Regions from separate parts of the Mus musculus genome. Here region 2 is linked to region 1. A link is a contact called in public ChIA-PET data. All regions are on one chromosome and are shown on one strand. Each heading gives the region's core, a stretch centred on a gene start, on an enhancer-like site or on the middle of the called end of the contact. The rest is flanking DNA. Distances are from core to core; before and after follow the strand shown. Region 1 overlaps Kat6b (K(lysine) acetyltransferase 6B). Region 2 holds the start of Samd8 (sterile alpha motif domain containing 8).

The links. ChIA-PET counts read pairs in DNA pulled down with a chosen protein or histone mark.
Region 2: an RNA polymerase II ChIA-PET map of effector CD8 T cells shows a contact between it and region 1, with 17 read pairs. The contact joins the promoter of Samd8 here to the enhancer-like site in region 1. A contact is called at or near these places in 11 of 39 promoter capture datasets (the 3T3-L1 cell line, 3T3-L1-derived adipocytes, cranial neural crest and 7 more), 1 of 15 datasets of contacts at CTCF or cohesin (the NIH/3T3 cell line), 2 of 115 datasets of contacts at active chromatin or transcription factors (effector CD8 T cells and memory CD8 T cells) and 4 of 9 other capture datasets (adipose tissue, liver, macrophages and 1 more).

What each region holds. Positions count from the first base shown.
Region 1 is chr14:21,634,046-21,638,286 of GRCm38.p6, reverse strand. Kat6b (K(lysine) acetyltransferase 6B) reads right to left here. Exons shown (of 17, transcript NM_017479.3): 11 at 3,650-3,811; 12 at 647-740. Among named protein-coding and RNA genes, the nearest start is that of Dupd1, 78 kb to the left of the region's middle. Within about 2 kb of position 1,511, at least 27 of the 459 cell types and tissues checked have an H3K27ac peak or open chromatin away from gene starts, as enhancers often do. A contact at or near this core is called in effector CD8 T cells and memory CD8 T cells, where this site is marked.
Region 2 is chr14:21,748,220-21,752,205 of GRCm38.p6, reverse strand. It overlaps Samd8 (sterile alpha motif domain containing 8), which reads right to left and starts at 1,675. Exons shown (of 6, transcript NM_026283.3): 1 at 1,426-1,675. The coding sequence starts at 1,599. It also overlaps a transcript of Dusp13 not described here.

The DNA.
Region 1 (4,241 bases), core at 262-2,761:
CGGCTAAGAAAGAAGCACAGCCGCTGCATTGTTGCAAGCATCCAGCCGCTGCATTGTTGCAAGCATCCAGCCGCTGCATTGTTGCAAGCATCCAGCCGCTGCACTGTTGCAAGCATCCAGCTTTAACCAGAGAGGCTCAGGGCTACAAGTGCATATGAAGCCAGCAGCTCCTGAGAAACCTCGTTACCAACAGCTTCTGCAACAGTGAGAGGGAAGTAACTAGAGCCTCCTCAGGTGAACAGGCTCTCTTTACCCCTGCTCTCCTCTGCTCCACAAAGACTACTGGGCAAAATCTGAGAAAGCGAAAACTCCTTGTAACTAACAATCGCTTGTGCTTATTCCCAATAATTACCTAATGGTATAGTGAGCACAGTGCCACAGAACTCTACCAGCTCATTGCAGGTAATGGCTTTCTGAGGCAAGGGCACTGTGGTGAGATCTAGTCTCATTTTCCCTGAGTGTAAGTGGGTGTCAGGGAAACTGTCACGTGAGGAAGATCTTCTAACTCAGGTGGTTATAAACAGAAGACCCACTATGTACGATTACAAAAAGAAAACAGCACAGCAGGTTAAATAAAGCTTTATGCGGTACAGTTTCCTGAAACAGCCGGCAGCTACTCTGGAAGGAAGTAATGTATTTCACTTACTGAAATCAATGAGAAAGCGTCCAAATCCTTGCCTTTGGTGCTGGGGCATGATCATTATGCAGGACACATTATACTTCTGCTGGCAGAGCTTTTCCTATGGGAAAAAGAAGCATAGTAAGTATGTCAGAGCTCTGCTGCAGTGGGCAAGTCCCAGTACCTGCCACCGTCCTTGTAAAGCTATCCGCTAAGGTCAAACAGTGGCTTGGGTCAGGACCAATCAGAGTAATCCTACCATGCTGATCAAGTAAGTAACAACAAAGCACCCTCTCTGGCTATGCTTCTCAGATGTATCTGCATTCTACAAAGTTAGGAGCATAAAATCCGTATAGGGAATCTAGGAAATGTGTGCAGGGTGAAAGAACCGCCACAGGAGGGAACGACGCTCTCCTTGCTCACACAACTGCAGAAACGGAGAAAACACCACCTAGTCCACCCAGTGGAGTAAACTGGGCTTTGGCGGGCAGCCCTACTGCGTGATAATCTACAACTCGACAATGGCAAGCTGGCCTCTGCCTCTGAGTAAATCCCCCAGTGGCACTGGAATGGCAGACACGTGAGTGGACACACAAACAAATGTGTCTCCTGTGAGTCAGAAGGCCAAGTAGAAATAATTAAAGTCGGCACCTCAAACCAGGAAAATCAAACAACAACAAAGACACCAAGAAACCCCAAAGCCTCTGAACAACAGTGAGACGGAAATCCTATCAACAGGCTAAAGCCAGGAGGGGGTCTGAGTAGAGCTCTGGACAGCTCTAAGAACTAAGGGTTCACAATCGCAATATCGAATTCACAGTACACAGACACCACCAAAACCTACACAGAGAAGATCTGGAAAAGGCTTCTGAGGCCGTGAGTGCTGTGGCCAAATATAAACCACAAATGAGGCTGCTCACAAATAGAACCACATCACAAGATCACTTCAGAACACTCAGATCTTTAACGAACCAGTTTCAAAGACCACAGGAAACAACTGTGGAAAAAAGTCTAAAGGGCAAAAATGAAAGAAGATGAGCCCCACTTTTGTGTACTTGTAGCTGTCTGTGGCATCTCTAAGCCTTGAGAAGTAACAACGAGACTCTAGGAGATAAATTGCCCATCCCTGGATGTGCATGCCAATAGTAAAGGCTCAAATAATTAATTTTACTGTGCAAAGTAAGATAAATGGGTCACTCTATCTAAAAAGAGATGTACTCTGGGCAAAGAGGATTTATATCCTTGATGCCAGCCCTTTCTCTGTCCAGAACTGTTCTCAGCCATGAGAGTTCACTGAAATATAATCCAACAGCAATCCACTTCCTTTTCTTAATAGATGGACCTAGCCCAGTAAGTAAGTAAAAAGCCTGCTGTGCCGGTGTGAGCCTCCAGGAGCACGAGGCTTAAATCCACATTGAACAGAAGGGCTGCCAGACTTGGTGGTGTACCTTCTAATCCCAGCACTCGGGACGCAGAGGCAGAGGCAGGTATTTCTTGGTAAGTTCCAGGACAGCCTGGTCTACAGAGAGAGTTCCAGTAAAGCCAGGGCTGTTGCACAGAGAAACACTGTCTGGAGTGGGTGGGGAGTGGATGTTCAGGAGGCAGAAGACAGGCAGATCTCTGAATTCTAGCATAGCCAGAGCTAAATAGTGTGATTCTGTTCAAAAAACAAAAACAAATAAACAATGAAGAAAGAAAGAAAGAAAGAGAGAGAGAGAGGGAGAGAGAGAGAGAGAGAGAGAGAGAGAGAGAGAGAGAAAGAAAGAAAGAAAGAAAGAAAGAAGGAAAGAGAGTCAGTCAAAATAGCTGCACACAGGGATGAGACAGGAGGACCTCTGGATGGTTCATGTGTCTGGAGGGAGAGAACACTGAGGGACATGGACAGTCTTGCCATGCCGTCTTGGCTGACCACAAACTGGTGATCCCTTGTCTTAGCCCTCTGAGTATTTATATTAGCAGCATATGCCAACACACCGGGAAGATAGTCTAGCTTCTTATTTCCTGTGAAAACAGCACTTCTATGGAGTGTTTCATCATGAACATTAAAGAAAAGCAGATCCAATAAAGTCACTCATCTGCTGAGCGTCTGGATAATTACCATCTCTGTTTCTGTAACCATTCTTGGGTGCATACCCAGGGAAAGTTCAACACCTGGCAAACACATTCCAAACCAGCTCTCTTTCAAGGTGCATGACTTAGCAACAGCAGTTTCTGAGCAGTTTCTTCTGGAGAAGAGCTCTGAACCAGTGAAAAGACGAGCCACTGTGCCTTAGTATGCAAGTTCTTCCCCATGTTGACTGCTAGAGACAGGTAGGTTTCCTACAGGCAAGACTCCCTTAGAACTTAAAAACCACAGCACAGATCATGAGAGGCAGCGGTGGAAAACCAGCCACCTATCAACTAGGCCATCAATTGCCAGTGGTGTTTTTGTTTTTGTTTTAATTACATGTATTCCTTGGTGTGTGTGGGGTGGGAGGCAGGGCAGGGTAGGGTGCATGCGGACAACTTCTGGGAGTCAGTTCTCTCCTACCAAGCAGGTCCTGGACGTTTCTCAGGAGCCATCTCAGCAGCCCACACCAATGCTCTAACACTGGATACTGCTGACCACGAGGTAGGAAATGAGCCAGAGAGGCTGAGGTCTTAAGTGCTCCATCACAGAAAGCTTCATGTGCACACCACTTAAAAGAAGAAAGAAGCTCAACATTTGGAAATCAAAGCTGCGAGGCAGTCTACAAGGTGGTAATGAAATGTCGCATGGTCACTGTCAGCACAGCACAGGGTTCTGGGGTCCTTTACACACTTCCTAGGCACCTTTTGTTGTTATTTGTTTTGTTTCTTGTTTGTGTCCTTTCAAATGAGCTTTAAACAAAAAGCTGAGGTTTTCAGAAACATGAGCCACTTACTCAAATTATTGTCATAAAAATACAAAAACAAGAGAAAACAAAACAAAAAAACCCTGTTCAAAGACCTGAGCTCCACTAAAAACATTTGCAAGCAAGCGAGAGAAGGCCATGCTGGCTCGTGGTTTACCTTGGAGAAGTATCCAACCAGATGACAGCCTTTTTCATCATTTTTTGTAAGGACATAAAAAAGGAATGGCTCAACATCATAATACAATGTTTTGTGGTCCAGGAAGAGCTTGGCTAACAAGCAAAGGTTTTGGCAATAAATTTTACTCATATTCCCATCAACCTAGAAAAAGAGAAACAGACAACATTATTTAACATAAAAGTATCATCAGAATATAAACTTGCTTCTTCTGTATATCATTTTAAAAAGTATATAATTTTATTTCTAAATCCTACACTCTAAGATTAAAATACTCCATTAAACAAAGACAGTGTTAACCAGGGAACAGCTGTTACTTGCAGAGCCAGAATCCCATCTTTCCTCTTGTTAAGGTAAATTCAAGACAGCTAACGTCTCCTCCTTAAGCTCGTTCAAGAAACAGCAACGTTAGCAAAGTCACTTTCACTTGCAATTTATTATGAGTTAAAATTTATCAGGCATGCCCTCTTACTTTTAAATTGGAGCCAAGTAAATCTGAAAATTAAAAAAACAAATAAAAATTTCATCATGCATGCCAAACTTTTGTTATTTTCAAAAGGACTTCAAATAAAAA
Region 2 (3,986 bases), core at 426-2,925, 110 kb before region 1:
AGCCAAACCTATCTGATAAGCTGCAAGGAGCCTTAATGAGCCTCAGTTAGAAGTCAAAGGAGTCACGATACCATTTCTTATTTATATGAACTCAAAAAGTTTTGGGATCAATATTTTTCTGGCAGAGTTACAGCTTTGGTACTACATCTTCCAGAAAAAGCACCTGTGTGCTTACACATTTCTTTTGTCAGCTGCCAACTATAACCTCCCTTTGCTACCTTTAGGTTTCTTGATCACGATAGAAAAAAAATTCCATTCATGTGGAAAAAATCTGCTAAATAGCAAGAGAATACTGATCCTGAAAAAGCTGTTAAAATCACCTTTCAAATTTTGTACGAGGTAACTCCAATCCTCGAGTTACCAATGGGGACGATCTTGTAGGATTCTGGACTATGGGTGGCTTCACTTCTTGTCGTAAATGACCTCTTAAACCCAAGAATTTCCACGGACCATATTTCCACCCTGTGGCCAATATGCGGGCCAACTCAAGCTGTATTCAAGTGTTAACAATTCGCACTGAATTATCTGTAAAATCCAAACGTCCAAATTCCCCTTGCAGATTTAATTTTTTTAATTTAAAGGTAATGTACTAAAGACTTACACTTGCCTGACATCTGAACCTTCTTAAAAACGAAGCACAGAGGAGAAGAAACCACTCGCGTCAGAAGAAATCTGAGTGACATCTTTATTTTCACAAATCACTACCCTCTACGAACATCACTTCCTCTCTCCGATCGCCTCCCCCAGTCCCTGTACGAGAATCAGCGATGCATACCCGCCCCTCGCAATCTAGCTTCTTAAAGGGATCACAAACAGGCAAGCCCCAAAGCCGTCATCCACTACCCAGAGATTTTTGACACCTTGAAAGACACTTACCTGTAAAAAAGCCAAGGCCCTAAATTAGATCCCCAAGGGCTCCTTTTTTTCCCCTGGACTTTTCCTCTCTAACCTTTAGGCCAAGCTCCTTCCCACCCGACAGCACCTCCCTCTTTCCAGGCAACCCTAACTCCCGCCCTGCGAAACCAGCCACCATTCCCACCGAGTCAGGTGGCTGTCAGTCCCCACCCGGCTGCCTCGCCCTCATGCGGGTTACGGGTTACAGGAGGCCCGGGGCCAGCTCTCCCTATCCCTCATCTCTATGGCTACAACCCAGGGCACCTCCTCCTCCAGGTCTGGATTCCGGGGACCCCTCTTGCACGTTCCTTCTCCCCTAGCCGGGTAGCAAGGACCCAGCCCCTGCGCCTCGTCCCTTGTTGCCCGCGGGTCAGCTCAACCCCCTGATTTTCTCCGGATTCCATTCCAGAGCGGCCTCCCCTGGCTTCCCCAACCGTCTCCCCGCGGCCCTTGGCGCCCCCGACTCTCCACTCACCCTTGGTTGCAGGCGCCCCCCAATCTCCCCTCTCATCAGCCTCGGCGCCCGCTCACCTCCGCGGTGGGAGCCGGGCTGCCGGGACCCAGCTCGGAGCCGGTGTCTAAGTCGCCGTTGGAGTCGGGGGTCCTCGGCGCGTAGGCGGGGCGCAGCGCCTTGAGAGTCAGACGCGAAGGCCGGGGGAGGGAGCCGGAGCGCAGGCGGGAGCCGGCTCGGCTACCAGCGGGCATCGCTCCGGCCCCTTTGGAGCCGTGCCGCCAGCAGCGGCCAGCCGAACCGGAACTGCTTCGGGAGGCGGGGCGCTACGGGGAGGGGGCGGGTCCAAAACCGGAAGAGGAGGGGAAACCCAAGGGGGAGGGGGAGAGCGCTTGCGTCATGCCCAAGCATAATTCATCAAAGGGTTTTAATGAAGATAGGAGAAGGCTTGTGGGTTGTTGACTGGGGTTGGAGCCTAGGAAGAGGCTATTATCCTGAGCCCTTTGAAGGGGCAAACCCCTTCTCAGTCAGTCCTCAAGTTGCATCATTTATTTGTTTTTCCACCTTTGGTGTTTTCGAGACAAGGTTCCTCTGTGTGTAGCTTCAGCTGTCCTGGACATCACTCTGTAGACCAGGCTGGCCTCAAACTCACAGAGATCCACCTGCCTCTTCCTCCCAAGTGCTGAGATTAAAGGCGAGTGCCACCACTGCCCAGCCCCGTTTATTGCCCCTTGATTTTGTACTGTGCTAGAGACTATACTTCAAATCATTGTTTCAACTCTGTAGATCTCATAGAAAGGTCAAGAAACATTGTAGCCTGACGTAGCACAGTTAATCCAAGCTGGTACCCAAGCCCAAGCTAACCTCAGACAGAACCTGGGTTCTTTCCTGCTACTACCATACCCCACCTTAACGGAATATCCCCTTCTAAAGCAAGCCTAACATTGGCAGAATCCACGTCTGAAGCCATCTGCAGCTTGAAATCTCAGCCCTCTTTGACTCTACTTTCTTGAACAATGCAGGACCGGCTTTGGTAGTTCTGAGGGAGAAGGGGGCAGATTCTAAGATGGACAGGAGGAGAACAGGGGCAGCCAGGAATCTGCCTAGTATGCTCAGAACCTTCAAGGGCTCCATGACACTGCAAAACATCTCATCTCCTGCAGCCCTTGTAGGCAGAGAACTCTCTTGTCCCCGTGCTTCTATAGGGGTAGAGGTGTTGCTCAGTGGTTAGAGCACTTGCTGCTCTTGCTGGAGACTCAGGTTTAATACCCTTTCACCTCAATGCCTCAAGTTCAATGCCACATGCCACCTCACAACCATCTAGAACTCTAATTCCAGGAGACCCACCCCCCACCCCCACTTTCTGGATACAGCAGGCATGGGATGCATGTGGCCCACATACATATTTGTAGGCACTCAAACATAATTTTAAAACTTATTTTATATGTATAAATGTTTGCCTGCATGTATTATCTGTGTTCTTAACCACTGAGCCATCTCTCCAGTACCAATAAAATATTTTTAATTATAAAAATAATGTTTAAAAAGTGGTTCTAGTGTCCAAAGATTCTCAGAGCCTTATTCTCAGAGCCTTGGGCAATGATCACCTCTCTGACATAAAAGGATCCATCAGCTTTCTCTTAAAAAAAAAAAAAATCTGCTATCTTCATTATAGAACCACCGTTCTGTGTGAACCCTACAGCACACGTCAGATGCTTTCCTCCCTGTGTGCCTAAGTTTCTGTGACTCCACAACTCTGACAAGGTCCCCTGTGTTCCACAATCCAAAGGCTCCAATGCAGCCGATATCGGTGTCCCCCCCTGTTTGTGGCCCACTTAGACCTGCAAGAGTCTTTTCTGACATTCAAGCCTCAGTGCTTTTCTCTGCTTTAACTCTTGTCATTGGAACCCGTCTATGCAGGCTCTAAACCTACGAATGAACCTATTTCAAAGCACTTGCCCTATGTTAGACGCAGTGAACCTTTAGTTTAACCCTTGCAACAACTCCCCAGGACAGGCAAACCCTTAACTTTACAGAAGGAACTGACAGAGGTGGAGAGAGATCGTGACTTGTAGGAGTCCAACTCCATGTTCTCGGAGACTTTAGGGATGGGAGTCAGCTCAAGGGAAATAGGTCTTGCAGCGTTCAGAGGCCCTTGGGACTTGCTGAGTCACTTTGTCCCACCTGTCAATGCCAATCTCTGGCAAGGAGAAATAGCACAGGAGAGCAGACCTGACCGCAGGCAGAGGGGTAGGCAGGCTGGCCCATGGCTGATGCCTCCATCCCAAAACCTGGGGAAGAAAAAGAAGCCACACCTTGCCCCAGTATCCTGCAGCTAGAGGAGCTCCTGAGGGCCGGGAGAGCCTCTTGTAGTAGAGTGGATGAAGTCTGGCCCAACCTTTTCATCGGAGATGCGTGAGTGGCTGCTGACAGGGTTGTAGGAGTCGGGCAAGACGTGGCAATCCTTGAAATCTTTACCTGAGGAGGTGGCTAGAGCAACAGAACTAGTTGCTTCTAACCTGCCCCAGGCCAGGAATTTTCTCCTGACTCCTAAGTTCCAGGAGCGATTTGGTGACGAGTTTCTAACACTAGGGGGAGCCCGAGCGTTTTTGGTTTTTGGTTTTTGGTTTTTTTTTTTTTT